2 separate regions of the Gossypium hirsutum genome follow, and region 2 is linked to region 1. The links are chromatin contacts, called in public Hi-C maps. All regions are on one chromosome and are shown on one strand. The core of a region is the stretch at or near the end of the contact, and the rest is flanking DNA. Distances in the headings are between cores, read along the strand shown.

The links. Hi-C and Micro-C count contacts between places; a contact is called where the count stands out from the background.
Region 2: a contact with region 1 is called in a Hi-C map of leaf, with 3 times the contacts expected there. The contact joins the promoter of LOC107909960 here to the promoter of LOC107909877 in region 1. A contact is called at or near these places in 2 of 34 Hi-C or Micro-C datasets (both in leaf).

The regions. Positions count from the first base shown.
Region 1 is chrD08:42,628,924-42,636,527 of Gossypium_hirsutum_v2.1, reverse strand. LOC107909877 (RING-H2 finger protein ATL20) reads right to left here and starts at 3,467. Exons shown (of 2, transcript XM_016837580.2): 1 at 2,526-3,467; 2 at 284-833. The coding sequence starts at 3,216. The coding sequence ends at 364. LOC107909873 (RING-H2 finger protein ATL22) reads right to left here and starts at 5,963. Exons shown (of 2, transcript XM_016837566.2): 1 at 5,122-5,963; 2 at 3,471-3,984. The coding sequence starts at 5,788. The coding sequence ends at 3,554.
Region 2 is chrD08:42,897,719-42,905,322 of Gossypium_hirsutum_v2.1, reverse strand. It overlaps LOC107909960, which reads left to right and starts at 4,631. Exons shown (of 2, transcript XM_016837679.2): 1 at 4,631-5,619; 2 at 5,730-5,963. The coding sequence starts at 4,828. The coding sequence ends at 5,753.

The DNA of each region.
Region 1 (7,604 bases), core at 2,218-4,717:
TTAAAGTGTTAGGGTGGATTTTATTGTAGAGAAATACTACAGGTAGTAAATTACAATTTTTTTAATACAAGTATCACATAGCACATTTAGTTAAATTTCAAGAGCCAAATATAACATTAACCCTTTATAATATGATGTTTATAACACGATATGAACTTTGTTTATGCATAAAATAATACAACATAATTAAGTTCGTAACTTCATTTTGAATTCATTAATAGTGCATATATCAAATAAAAATCAAAGGCAAAGGTAAACATGCCCTTATGCATCCAACAAAATCTATTTTTATAAATGATAAGTGAAGATATAGAGCAATAATTAAGTCTCCATTTAACCCAAAGGAATATTAATTGACAACATTTAAAGCACATATATTAAAGTAAAAAAGGCAACCACTGGCATGAGTGATGATAATGTAGGAGCGACAGGAGGAGGCTCCTCAAACTTATCGCGACATACGGGACATGTTGCATTTAGTTTAAGCCACTGGTCTATACAATCGACATGAAAATAATGGCTGCAATTAGGGATAGTTCTTAACGTCTCATTGGCTTGGTATTCGCATAGGCATATGGAGCAGATGTTGTCTCTCGGATTGGGTAGGCATCGGCTTGGACCAAGCAAAGTTGTAGGGTATGTGTCAATTGTTTGTCTATCAAGGCCTTTTGTTGAACCTGGAGTTGATCGAGGGTGGGTCATGAGGATTTCGGGGTTGGGGTGGTTCTGTCCCTCGGTAAAGTTGAGTTTTACGCAACTTATAATCGCGATGAGGCACACAAGGGATATTCCCAAGCCGAAAACCAAGGCATCTCTAACACTTGATGGAAGCCCTACACAAGAAAAGATGAATGCAAATTAAATTCAAAGTTGAGGCTCTAATATATATATATTAATTATGAATTTTATCCCTCTACCTTATTAAAATTAAAAAAAGTTAGTCTTTTTATTTTAGTTTGTTAGATTATTGACTTCCAGGTCAACCATTAATGATACATTGTTAAACTATTTTTTTCAATTTTTGTACGAAGACTAAATTTTGACAAACTAAAGTAAAAAGATTAACTTTTCAATTTTCGTAAGGTAGGGGGCAAAGTTTAGAATAAATCATATATATATATATAAAGGCTTTATTCATTATTTGAAACTATACTCATTTTTCCAAGTTGGTATCTAAAATTTTTTTTGTCCCATTTTGATACTGAACTTTGCTCCATTACCTGTTTTTGTACCTAAAAGTTAACGATGTTAAAAAAGTGGCAAATGAGAACACACCATGTCATCGATGAAATGGCACATTGACTGATGATGTGGCATGTTGACTGATGACGTGCTATGTTGATTGTGTTGATTGGTCGTTGATAGGACAAATCATTAAAAGTTGTACAAAATTATTAAAATTTATTAAAAACTATAAAAATCTGTAAAAATAATTTAAAATATTAAAAAATTGATAATTAATAAAATCATTAAAATTTTATAAAAATTGCAAAAAATATTTAAAAAGTAAAAAAATTTGTGAAAATTATTTTAAAAATATTAAAAAATGTATACGATTCCCATAATCAGTTTTAGCTAACTTGGTTCACATTCATCCTTGATATTCGAAATGGAATTTGCCATAAATCTCAAATTGATTTTTCTTTTATGCTAAGGCAGGCCAAATTTTACAATTTTTTTAATTTTTTTTAAAATTTGAAAATACTTTTTAATATTTTTTTATAATTTTTAATAATTTAAATTTTTTTCATTTTAAAAAATTATAATTTTTTTATATATATTTACAAAATTTAATGTTTTTAATAATTTTTACAACTTTTAAATATTTTAAAACAACTTTTACAGTTTTTAAAAAAATTATACTTTTTACAATTTTAATGATTTTTTTGTCCAAACAATGGTCAATCAAAGCAATTAATTCTCGGCGAATACCGGTCAACTTTGGTTAACATATTACATCATGTTATTGATGACTTGGCGTGTTGTTATTGGCAGCTTTTTTAACCTTGTATAATGGAGTTAAGCTTTAAGTATCAAAATACAAAAGAAAAAAAATTAACTACTAAAGTGGGTATAGTTTAATGGTTAAATCGTGAATAAAATTAAATATAAATATGGATAAAATTTTGACACTCCACTTACTTCTAGAGGAATGTAGTCAGGATATCGAAGGAATATTACCTTAAAGAAAAGATATTGAAGGAATATCCGTGAAGAAGAAAAGCGATATCTGCACATTTGAAAGATCCAATGTAGTTTGCATTCCATCGGTAAATCCTAATTCTAATACCAAATTGTTCTATATACTCCCCATATCACCCTTCTTAACATGCTTCCGGCTTCCACTTTACCAATGGAATGCAAAGATGAAAAACTGCTCTTTTAACTCGATTACCATTATTGGTTATTACACTTCAAAGTTTATGCATGTTTTTTTCTCAGTTTTAACCTTTTTGCATTAAAAAAAAACACACATTTAAACGATTAAAGAAAAGGACAGCGTAGAAGAAGTTAATGAAGCATACCGTGTTTAATAGCACTGCCGCATCTGACCTGCAAGCCTGCACCAACATTCTCGAATAGGCAAGTTCCTTGATGGCTTTCACACCACCGGCAATCAGGTTGGTTCCACCCCAAAGTCATACCGTCCTCCCACCAATCTGTTGACATTGGGACCATAACCTTTGCTATCTCCAAACACACCGACGTCGATGGGGTATAACCATCCGTCAGTATAGCGACGACATAAAAGTTGAACCCGCTAAGACATGGAATTTTTGTTACTCCAGGATATTGCACCATAGTTGAACAGTTGTAAAAAGTGTAGCTTTGAGTGTTTACTGACATAAAAGGAGAGCCTGAGAGATTAAGACCCTGAAGAAGAATCCCCGGGAGGCACCCTTCCGAGTAGCTGAGTTGCACTACTTGTTGGGCGTAATCGATATGGAAGACGCTGAAGTTACCGGCATATGGGAAAGTGAGGATGGTTACGTCTTGTGTCGTCTCCTGGACTTGGCAAGAGAGTTCAAAGTCTTGATAGCCGCAGTATTGGGGCTGGTCTATAAGCCTGAAAGGGAAGCGAATAGTTTGAGATCCGCATAGGGTAGAACAAATTTCTAGGCTTATTGATGGTTGAAAAGAAAAGAAAATGATGATGAACAAGAAAGGTTGAATGGAAATTGAATCCATTCTTTTAATAACGTTAAAGAAGTCCATTCATGTAAGTAGTTAGTTTAGAGGATTATAAACAACGTACAGTTTGTTCTTGCTTTTTTGGCAGATTAAACTTGTAGACCTCGAGTTGGCATGTCAGAAGAAACTGAAAAACAATAGTTAGCTGTCTACTATGTTGTAGTTTTGTTTTCACCGACGAAATTTATTCCTTATTTTTTTTGTGTTTTCCTTGTCACCCTCAATTGTTTTGGTAGGTATTGATAATGAATAAATAAATAAATAATCACAATGATGGGTTTGGTAATTTTCACTTTATTTCTTTTACATTGATCCCATACAGAAATTATACACAAAGAAAAATAAGTAAATTAATCATCTGTTATGATGAAGATGAAACAATAGGAGCTAATGTTTGCGGGGTATTACGGCACAAGGGGAATGCAGCATTCAATTTCAGCCACTCATCGATGCAAACGGCATGAAAATAATGCTCGCAATCTGGAATAGTCCTTATCATCTCTTTAGCTTGGTATTCACTAAGGCATATTGGGCAAGTATTATCATTAGGCCTCGGTAATCGCCGGCTTTCACTCAGCAATGTTACTGGATACTCCTCGATGGTTTGTCCATCGAGACCTTTGACGGAAGCATCTAATCTTGGGGTGGTCGACAACAGTTCTGGCTGATTTGGATGCCGATTGTTGTAGTCTTCTTCAACCTTGTTGCGGAGGTAAATTACTAAGCCGACGATGAACAACACCGGTATTCCAGCACCAAACAATATACCGTATTTAGCATGTCTTGAAAGACCTAAAAATAAATAATGAAACATTTATCTTCCTTATTTTATTTGATCTTTGAAAACAAAAAAAAATAAAAAAAATGAAAGACGCAAGTATGAAATTCAACCGCCGCCTGACGTGGTTGTGGAAGCATGAAAGCGATGCCTCACCAACAGATTGAGAAGTGAATAGCAATTTTGAAATTTGCTCTGTATGTCCCATTTTTATCTTTCCTCACATGTTCCATTAACTAGTAAGCCTAAAGCAAGTATATATATTTTTATATCACCATTGAATGTGGGTATTATGTATTAATTACTTTTAGGGTGTACTTGAATGATTTTTTCTATAATTTTATCAATTTAATTGAATTTTTGGATAAATGTACTTTAGAAATTAGAAAGAATTTTCAACAATGAAATTTGATCAAATAATTAAATAATAATAATAGAAAAAATAAGAAAAAAAATTGCATTAATTATTATTAGATTTGTAAAAAACAATAAGGGATAAAGTAACATTTAGTCCCTGAATTTGATAGTTTTTCTCACCTTGGTCCTTAAACTTTTTTTTATTTACTTTAGTCCTAGAACTTGACGACTTTTCCTAATTTGATCTTCTCTTAAAGTGTGATGACATGATACATTTTCATACTGCTACATCATTACCTGAAAAATTGTAAAAATTTATAATTCAAAATTTTTTGTATGTTTAGATTTTATATATTTTTTAAAAAAAGTTTTAGGTGATCACATCATCACACCTTAATGGAATCTAAGTTCAAGGACTAAATTAAAAATTTATTTCTAAATTCTGGGATTAATGTGGACAAAAATAAGTTTAGAGATTAAGTTGAAAAAAATTACCAAGTTTGAGAACTAAATAAAAAATAAATAGAAATGAAAAAAATTGGTATAAAATGACATAATAAATACTAATTTCTTAGTAAAAATCAAAAGCATTTCACAAAATCCATATCTAGAATTGAAAAATCTAGTTTTTATTTTAGCATATAATAAAAAATACTTTAAAATTCTCCTTACAAATTAGCAAGGCTTGAATATTTATGGTAGCTGAAGATATGTACTTTTTTTTCACTGCAACTATATATGCAATATTTTTAACCAAAATTTCCATAATTTTTCACTGCAAAATAGAAACATACCATTGGTAAAACCACCGGAGCATCCAACATCCAGGCCCGTCTCACTCTTGAACATGCAGTTCCCTGCTCCAGTTTCGCACCTCAGGCAATTCGGTTCATTCCATGTCAACATAATACCATTCCCAAGATTCGACCAACCCGTCCAGGAAAACGGAACCAAAACCGTCGCTATCTCTAAACACGACGTTGACAATGATGCCGACGAATCGAGTCGGTCCGCCGGTAGAGCCACGACAGAAAAGTTTGTACCGCTGAGACAAGAGATATGCTTTGCTTGATGAAGCTGTGTTGATGCAGCGGCGGAACAATTGAAAAACGTGAAGCTTCGAGGATATAGCGAATCAAAAGGAGTACTGGATAGGTTAAGTCCATGAAGGAGACATTTGGGGGTGCAATGATCAGGGTCGTTGAGCCATATATTTTGGAACAAATAGTCAATGTGTACGACATTGAATTCACCGGAAAATGGAAGCGAAAGGACAGTTTGGGCTTGGTCCTTGCATGAGAGATTGAACCGGGGATAGCCACAACGATCGGGTTGGCTGCTGAGACGGAAAGGGAAACGAACCAATTGATTCCCACATGAAACACGGCAAATTTCAACGCTTGCTGATGGCTGAAGAGAGAATAAAAAGACGATGAATAAGATGGTTTGAAATAGAGTCATTTGGTGCTCACCGGAAAACTAAGTAAAAAAACCTTCAATTTTCCTTTTAAGCTTTCTCGAGTTAGTTAGCACCCTGGGTTAGGTAATTTGCGAGAAACTCAACTATTAAAAAATGGTTAAATTGTGCCACTAGTCTCTGTACTTTACTAAAGTTGTATATTTTTTATCCACGTTATTTGATTTGGTTACTTTTAGTCCCTGTACTTTTTAATTTTTAGAATTCCAATCCTCATCAAGCGATAATTGTTAAATTCATTAAATTCTATTGTTTCTAAAATTTGATACGACAAACATATTATCATTTGTATTATGACATGTTAGTTTGTTATTTCCACAAATTACTGACTAAAAATGATCAAGTTAATGGATTAATGATTGTTATTTACGTCAAAACTAAAATTTCAAATTTCAAAAAATATGGAGACTTATAATGATCCAATAAGAAAATATGAACTAAATCTACATCTGTACACATGGTACAATACTAGTAACTAAATTTAACCAAAAAAAATTATATGCTACTATTCGGGTTTCAAAATTTAAAAAGATATAAGGGTTAAAAGTGATCAAATTAAAGCACAAAGATTAAATCAATAACGTTCATAATAGCAAGATTTAACTTTAAAAATACAAGAAAAAGAAAAGTTGAAGAATTTTATTGTTAACCAGATAATCCAAAGAAAATGAGTTCAAAGATGTCATTTTATGCTTACTCGGAAGGCGACTACATATATATTTTTAAAAAAAATGATGATAATTTAGTGTGGTCTGATACATTAAAAATGTATATATATGTTAATTTTCAGTATATATATTATTGAGGCATATGTGACGTTAAATAGAAAGAAGCAAAGGAGGAGGTTGACATCTTGGATTATTTAGAGAATCTTGTGATACATGGATATGTTAAATTTCAGTATATATATTCTTGTTTGTTTATATTTTTGAATAATATAAATTATGTGATGATACATATATAAATGTAATACTTATAGTTATTATTAAAATTTATGTTTATTTAGTGATAAATAGAAATTGACATTTGTTATTTCAAAATTCTTGTTTACAACTTCAAATATATATCATATTTACATAAATTTCTTACAATTTTGTATAATAAATGAAATTTGAATTCAGTTTTTTTTTTATCAAAAGGATTTTCAAGATTCCAATTCATACTCTTTTATTTATTATTATTAAAAAAAGTAAAGTAGTAATTTTATTCAAAACAACAACACTAAAACAAACATAGTTTGTATAATCACAAAGCAAAGGCAAGAAAACAAAATGCAAACAAGCAGAAACACGAAACATTAGGAAAGAAAAAAACTAAAGAGGAAGCAGAATAAAAGAAGCTGCCCTGCTTTGGCTAACAAATCAACATCTCGATTATTTGTTCTTGAAGTAAATATAACAAACCACTCAATATCACTAAGCCCAGTGGATTTAATGCCATTGATCATGAATCTCAATCTTCCAGGGGCTAAAGGTGGATTACAGATCCACTCCACCGCGCAAGCACTTTCTCTCTCCATAATAAGGGTAAAATTGCTCCTCCAAGTAGGCAGACTGAAACAACCTCTTTAATCGCAAGCAGCGCTGCTAGAAAAGCATTAGCAAGTTCGATTGATTTAGAGAAAGAAAATAAAATGTTACCAGTCATGTCGCGAAAAATACCACCAGTACTTGCTAGTCCTGGATTGTCTGAACTGGAACCGTCCATATTAAACTTAATGGGAAGGGAAATCCAATTCAAAAAGGCCTTCACCGATCTCTGTGACCTACTAAAACTAATTCAAATAGACCGCTCTAAATA
Region 2 (7,604 bases), core at 3,382-5,881, 270 kb before region 1:
TTCCCATATACATATATATTAGAATTAAGTCTGCTGTTGGGCCTAACTCTGTAGGGGTTGCTTCCACTGTTGCGCGGCCGTGATTGTTTCTCAGATTGCAAAATTGAGTAGGATGTGGTTGGCCTCTGGGCATTTTCCAGGAATCAACGTATTGGTGCAGCTGTACGTGTTCCATTGGCTGACAGCCTCTTAGTATGTCCAGCTTCCTCCTTCCTTTGCCATCAACACTTTTGTTTGGTTGGCCTTGATGCTTTTTGATGACCAGATTCCCCATTTTTCACGTCTTGTGGTGTGCTCATTTGTTCGTTGCCAACCCTTCATGTTTCCTTTTATATAGGGTGGGCATTCTCCTTTGTTGGTTGCCTTTTATAGGAATGAATCATTTTAACTTTTAACTTGTTTATTTTTACATATGCTTCAAAAGTAATAATAACAATTTGATGGATAAAATAAAATCCGGATTTCTAGGAGCCAATACAAGTCTTGATCAATCCGAAAGGTATGTTTAGCCGATGCATGAGATGCCTCACTCATTACTCTCTGCCAACCCTTCTTCCATCCAGCAGTGACAGCAGCTAATGCTTCCGCCAACCACTGCACTGGTTCATATTTATTGCTGCTGCTCCCAATTCATACCAATTATGAATTCCAAGTAATTCATGTTTCAACGTCTTAACAACCATAATGAAAAAGCAAATGGATTCAGCCGTAATTAAGACTAGAGAATTTTGTCAGAAATACCCACCATGGTGATTGAATTCAGGATGAAGTAAGGAATTGCTTTTAACTCCAGTGAGGTGTAGTTAAAAGCCTAATTGGAGCTTTGGAAATTTTTTTAGGAGTAGAAATTAAATTGTAATTTTCATAATAATAAAAATTTAATTTTATTATTTTAATAATTTATATTTTTATAATTTTTGAAAAATAAAAATAAAATTTTATCATTTTTAATAGACTAAAGTGTGATTTTACTTTTATTAATTTAAATTTTTAAAAATTTCAAATAGCCTGAATAAAAAAAATTATTTTAAGAGGATCCGGACTCTATAACCCCTAATTTCGCCTCTAGTGCCAAACGTGCTTCAACTGCTGTTTGGATAACCAACAGTGTAATACGTTGAACTCACCATACCTCTCACTTTTTACTGTATCCTTTTGGTTTAGTGAAAATTACTCTCAGGGCCAGTGAATTTTTTTGTACCTATTATAACCTTATTTTTATAATCGTTAACCTTTTTATTCTATCTTTTATTTGTCTATTTTACTGTTATATTATGCTTCTTTTTATCGATAATAGTTTTTTAATTTATTTATTTTAATAATAAATTATAATATTTATTGTTAATTAATTTATTTCAAATAATAGTCAATATTTTACTTTTCTATTTTATTAACCTTTAAAATTTAACTTTATTCATTTATTTTTATTAAGATATTTTTTGAATAACTACTTTTTTACTCTGTTATGTTTTATAAAAGTATTAAAATTATTTATTGATAGAAAATATTTAATAATATAATTTCTTAAAAAATAATATAATTATTTAATAAAGATATGTATTATATATTAAAAATTTTAATTATCTTTAATATATAAATAATTTATAAAAAAATTTTAATCTAATGTACTTAATAGTTATTTTTTATTCTCATCTCACTATACAACTGTGTTTGAATCTAAACACATACTTCATGATTGTTTTTGTAATAACGGATTTTGCCCGGGTAAGAAAAGGGCCCCAAAAGAAACAGTCCATTTACAAGCAGACCCGTATGGCCCAATTAATAAATCAAATAAGGGCCCAATCTACGGTGACCCAAATTACAGACAGAAACCCTAGGGTTTCAATAGCGCCGCAACCATCGCCAAAGGCCGAATCTCCATGCAATTGCCTGCAAACACAAAGAAGGAAAGAAAAATCAAGGAATCAAGATCAAATCAAATCAATATGACAGATTTATTTCCTCATTTTCATTTTTATTATTATGGCTATAAAATAGCCCTGAATACACTGTAACAGGGGGCCGGATTTTCGAAACCAGAAATAAAAAAGCTATTACTTTCGTAATATAGAGAACAAAATCGAATCAAAAGGTTGTTATTTGTAATTTTTATTTATTTATTTTCTATTGTTTTTTTACCATTATATACATACGAATAAAGTAAATAGGGAAAAGGGAAGACACAACCTGTGTTTCGAAGCCCAGAACGCCGTGAATGATGGAGGTTGTCGTCTCCGATGAAAGACGACCGGAAGCCGAAAGGTTTTAGTGCTTTTAGGGGTTCTTTCGTTAATATTTCACGAGATTTAGGCCCATATTTGGGTAAAGGAGGTTGAGAAGGCTAAAGAGGATTTTTTTTCCTTTTCCCGGCCACCGCAGACGGTGGTGCCGGCGCCGGAGATCGGCGGCCGGCGTAGTGGCCGTTGACTGTCCAATGATCAGCCCGTGGCCGGAGGACAGACAGGTTGAGAGAATTTTTAAAAGGTGTTTTTGTTTTTTTTAAATGTTTTTGAAATAAATTTTTTGGTTTTATTTTGGCTTAAATAGCTAATTGAAAACGGCGCCGTTTTGAGGGGAGGATCCACGTGTCGACCTGACCTGGACCCAGGATCCGCGTGTTTTTATGCGGAGGGGAAAATTTCGCTTTTAGCCCCTCCGCCTTTTAACATTTTTGCAATTAAGTTTATATTTCTTAAAAATTAGGCCTTTTATTTATTTTAAATTCCAATTCAATCCTGATGGAACGACGCCGTTTAGGGAAATAGGGAAATTTTCCTTTCTGGTCCCTCTACGTAATATGCGCGTTCAATTTGGTCCCTCAGTCTCCATCTATTTACAGATTTGCCTAAAAATTTTTATTTACAATTCAAATTAACCCTTTTTTTATTTTCTTTATTTTTTAATTTTAGTTTTTATATATTTTATATATATTAATTTGTTTTGATATATATAATACATATGCATATTTTGTTTTAACATAATGTAATTATTTTTTTATGTGATTATTTTTATAATTTATACATGCATGCCTCTTCTCGTATATATATATATATATGTATATATATATTAGTATTTTTGACCATTGTTTTTATATTTATATATATATAAATATTTTTTTTAAAAATATGCGAATAGATGTTTTTTTACATACTTTTTTTTCTTATGTTTGCAAATATGTTATATTTTGTTTATAAGAATTTTAACCCAAAATTTCATATGTAAGTTAAGTGAATGTCTTTAAATTTCAATTAATATATTAGGTGCTGTTTTTTATTATTATTATTTGTTTATTAATTTGTGCTTTCATTTATATTATCATTTATATTATGTTGCTCGTTTATGTGATGCTTTACATGACATTGTTTGTTTTTATTTGTATGTATTATTTCTATTTATTATTGTATTGTATATTTAATGTAGCATTACATCATTTTTAACTTGATTTCAAACTTTTCAAAATAGAGAGAATGCTTGTATTAGGGTTTTCAAGGAAATTGAGCTCTAACGTATTGGGTTCGATTTTCTTCGTTAAATCTAACAATCGAGCATTCCTCTTTAATCAAAAATAAATAAGAACTCATTATTGGGAATTCAACACGTTGTGTCCTAACGTATTGGATGTGACGCATTGGTTTCTCGAAATGAAGATTTTTTTAAATAATAAAGGAAATATTCCGAGTTTGGGATTTTAAAGGAATCGTGCCCTAACGTATTGGGTGTGATTTCTTAAATCTCGGATAAGTGGATGTTCTTTTGAAGTTTTATCGCACTTTGTATTTTGGCCCAATTCATTTTGGAGGAAATTAGAATGTTGTGCCCTAACGTATTGGGTGTGGCATTTTTGCTTCTCTAAATAGAGAAAGGTCTTAATACACAACGTTTAAGTTTCTTAAAGATTACATTTTTTCTTAAATTTTCGACATTAAGACATTAATCAATTAACTAGGTACCAATTTTTGGGCGTAATGAGGGTGCTAATCCTTCCTCATACGTAACCGACTCCCGGACCCGTTTTTCTAAAATTTGTAGACCAAAGTCATTTTTAGGTGACCCAATCACACCTTAATAAAAGATTGGTGGCGACTCCCAATTTTTTTTTAAAAGTTGACAACCTAAAAACTAAAATTTTTTATTTTTCAAAAGATGGTTTCGACAGTTTCTATTCTCATTGTTACTTACAATATCCAATCTCATCGTTATAATAATTAATCTCACCATCTCCATTTATTTATTATCTCATCGAAATTAAACCTATGTACATCCAAACTAAACTTAATATTCATGCAAAATCTTGGTAACTAGAACAAAAAAGTATCAGCATTTCATATTAGTACCAATTCCACTTTTACAAACTTATGACATGTCACGACTCATCATATTGCAATCCCAAATTGGATACCAGAAAAAAGGAAGAAAGTAGTGGAAAAAGAAATATACTTTTTGCATTTAATGATTATTTTCTCCACTCAATCATCAAAAGAATGGACCAAAATTTAAAGTTATAAAAGGAATATATTCAGAAACTTGGAGATTGAACTTGGCAAAGAGATTCTTTTGAGAGAACAACATGCAATCATACGTCCGCTGCACATGATGAACATATGATGGACTTGAAAGATGCCAATGATCAAGAAAATATAAAATTATCATATATATGTGGAATTTGTTCTGTGTTTGATTGCCGAAAGGCACCATCTCACTTTTTTCATACTTTCTGGTTATTGTGCATACCAGAAGGAATCCAATCTACCATGCGCTTATATATATAATTTTCTCCAATGAAGTTAATCATCAAGCAATAACAGATTAGAAGAGAGTGTGAGAATGGGGTTGACCGGTGACAGCTCAATGGGACACTACGCTGATTGGGGAAGCAACAAATACAAAGGAAGCCAGAATGGGTATGCAGTGGCTTACACCGAAAGTGAATGTTATAACCAAATCCGCAAGCCCACCCATAGGATGATCAAACCCCAGAAAGCTTATGGGATGGCTGAAACCTGGGATGAGGAGAATGCTCAATCTTACGCCACCTACAAGTCCCAAACTGGACCTCCAATGTTCAAAACTCAAGTTCATGGTCCTTCTCGGAATGGCTTCGGCTCCCACTCCAATACTGCAACTGCCCACATGCAATCCTATGGCTTTAGTAGCCCCGGAAAACGCGAAGGTCGTGTTTATGGATATGGGGGCCCCACCGCAGCCGCTAGACACCAGAAAAGTAATGGCGGAATGGGCCATGGTTTCGATAATCATGGAAACTACGAAAAAACTGAGGCTTACGGTTATGAAGAGAGCAATGGGTATGGGGAGTACGCGATGAATGGGATGGCGCGTACCCAGCCGCACATTCGCGGCAAACACACCGGACATGGAAACGGGTTCGTCAAGAACCAAGCTTACGGCCCTACCAAAAACATGGGCTTTGGATATACTGAAGCCGAGTATAACAGCCATTCCAAGGAAGAGCAGTACCAGTACAACGGCGGAACAGGTGGATACCATGCTGGCTACGACCACTCGGCTAAGGGTCTGATAAGGAATAATTCGGGTGATAACAGCTGCAGTGACTCTGAGAGTGACAACGACGACGATGATTATGGGTTTAAGAAGAAGGTAATGCTTTTTATTATTTTCTCCAATACATGGAACCCAATCAAAATATTCACCTCATCTCTCTTTCTTCTTCTTTTTTTCGTTGTAAAGCTAATGATTTCTATTTACAGGTCTGGGTAAGCAGAGCAATATGAGGAATTCTAGATATGCATGCATGTACATGGTGGAGATGTTGGCATGATGAAAGCCAGACAATATAAACTACAATAAAATAAAATTGCCATGTAAGAAACTAGAGAATAAAGATTAGCCCTTATACATATATCTTGTTGATGTTCGCGTATAATGTAATATGTCGTTATGAATTAATGATTAAACCTCTCGCTCTAGATGAGAGTTTGATTTTTTTTTTTTTTGAAATATGCTACTGCAAAATGAAATAGTTAATACTAACAGAATAAATTAATTGAGCGTAAATAAATAAAATAATCAATATATCGTATAAGAATCACTACCCCAAAAGCATATCTGTCCTGATCGGTGTAATCGTGTAATAGACGTTATTCTTCAATGTTAACATAATACTTCAATATTTATATGTGAAACACAACTAGCATTGCTCTTCTCAAAGTATTCCGAAAAGTAGACTGAAACTAAAGTTGAAAACTTGGTTGGGAATCTGATTGGAAAAGTTTTCTAAACAAAAAACAGGCGAGCTAATAAAGGGGCAAAATGGTTGGAACGTTGAAAATGTGCAAGTGTATACAATCGTATTAAGTAATAAAGTGACAAGAATGTAGAGTTGTCGTACCCACAGGGACTGTGCAAGAAAATAATTATGAAATGCATGTTTAAACAATTTGGTGGCGGAAAAATATAATGATTTGTAAGAGGTGTTCTAAAAACTAAAAATTAACAAAGTATTTAATTAAAAGAGAATTTTTAATTAAAAGAAAAAGTAAAATTCTAATGCACGATTTCTAAATAATTTTATGGCAACTTTGTCTTTTGTTAACTAATGCACGTACATACTTACTAAATCAATTAATCTCTTAAACATATTTCTATGTCAATTCAAGCAATTAATCAATTTTCATAAGCAAGTATAAGATAAAGTGAGGTAACAACATATTCCTATTTTGAAACAATTTAATCACGATAATCTTACAACTTATGCAAGACTAAAGTATTGTTTAATACTATTTCTAATTTAACCATCAACTACCTTAAAAGATTAAGCATGCACAAATTAAATATTGTATCTATTAATTAGAATTTTTATCCAATTAATAATTAATTATTTTGTTACCTTACAATTAAAATGCAAGCATAACATAGCCATGATTTTATTTAATTCAACAAAATACCAAGGCCTATAACAACACAAACATGATTTTAACAAATTAAGTGGATAGAATGCAATTAATTTAACACGAATGAAATTTAAGTCATTTTAATTAATTTAAGAACATCAACACAACAAGTATTCATATTCATGATCACAATATAAACTTAAAAAAAGATTAAGAGAAGGGAACTAGAAAATAAATCCCATGATTTTCCGAAGGCAGACTAGTGCGCTTCTCCTCTTCTTTGCTTGTTCTACCGATATAAGGCCTTGACGAATACTTGATTGTTGATGTTCCAAGGGGCGTGCTAGCTCTTTCTCAAGAGGGGAGATCGACAAGGGAAGAAAGAAAATTGGAAAAGGCAAAGAGAGTGAAAGAGGGAAATGAATAAAGAGATGTGTGGATGAATGAGTTGATGAAAAATGAAGAGGTGAGGAGAGGTATTTGTAATACCCAAAAATTTTTTACAGTAAGATATTATATTTGATATAATAAATAAGGAAATAAAGTGAAAAAAAGGGGAAATTTTGGAGCTATGTCAACATTGGGAAGTATATTATGACATATTAGTTCAAGAAAGGATTAAATCGCAAAAGTGAGAAAAGTTTTGTTACCCAAGAGTAAATACTCAAAATTTGAGGGGTTAAAGTGTAAATATGAAAAAGTTAAAGGACCAATGGTGTAAATATTTTAAGT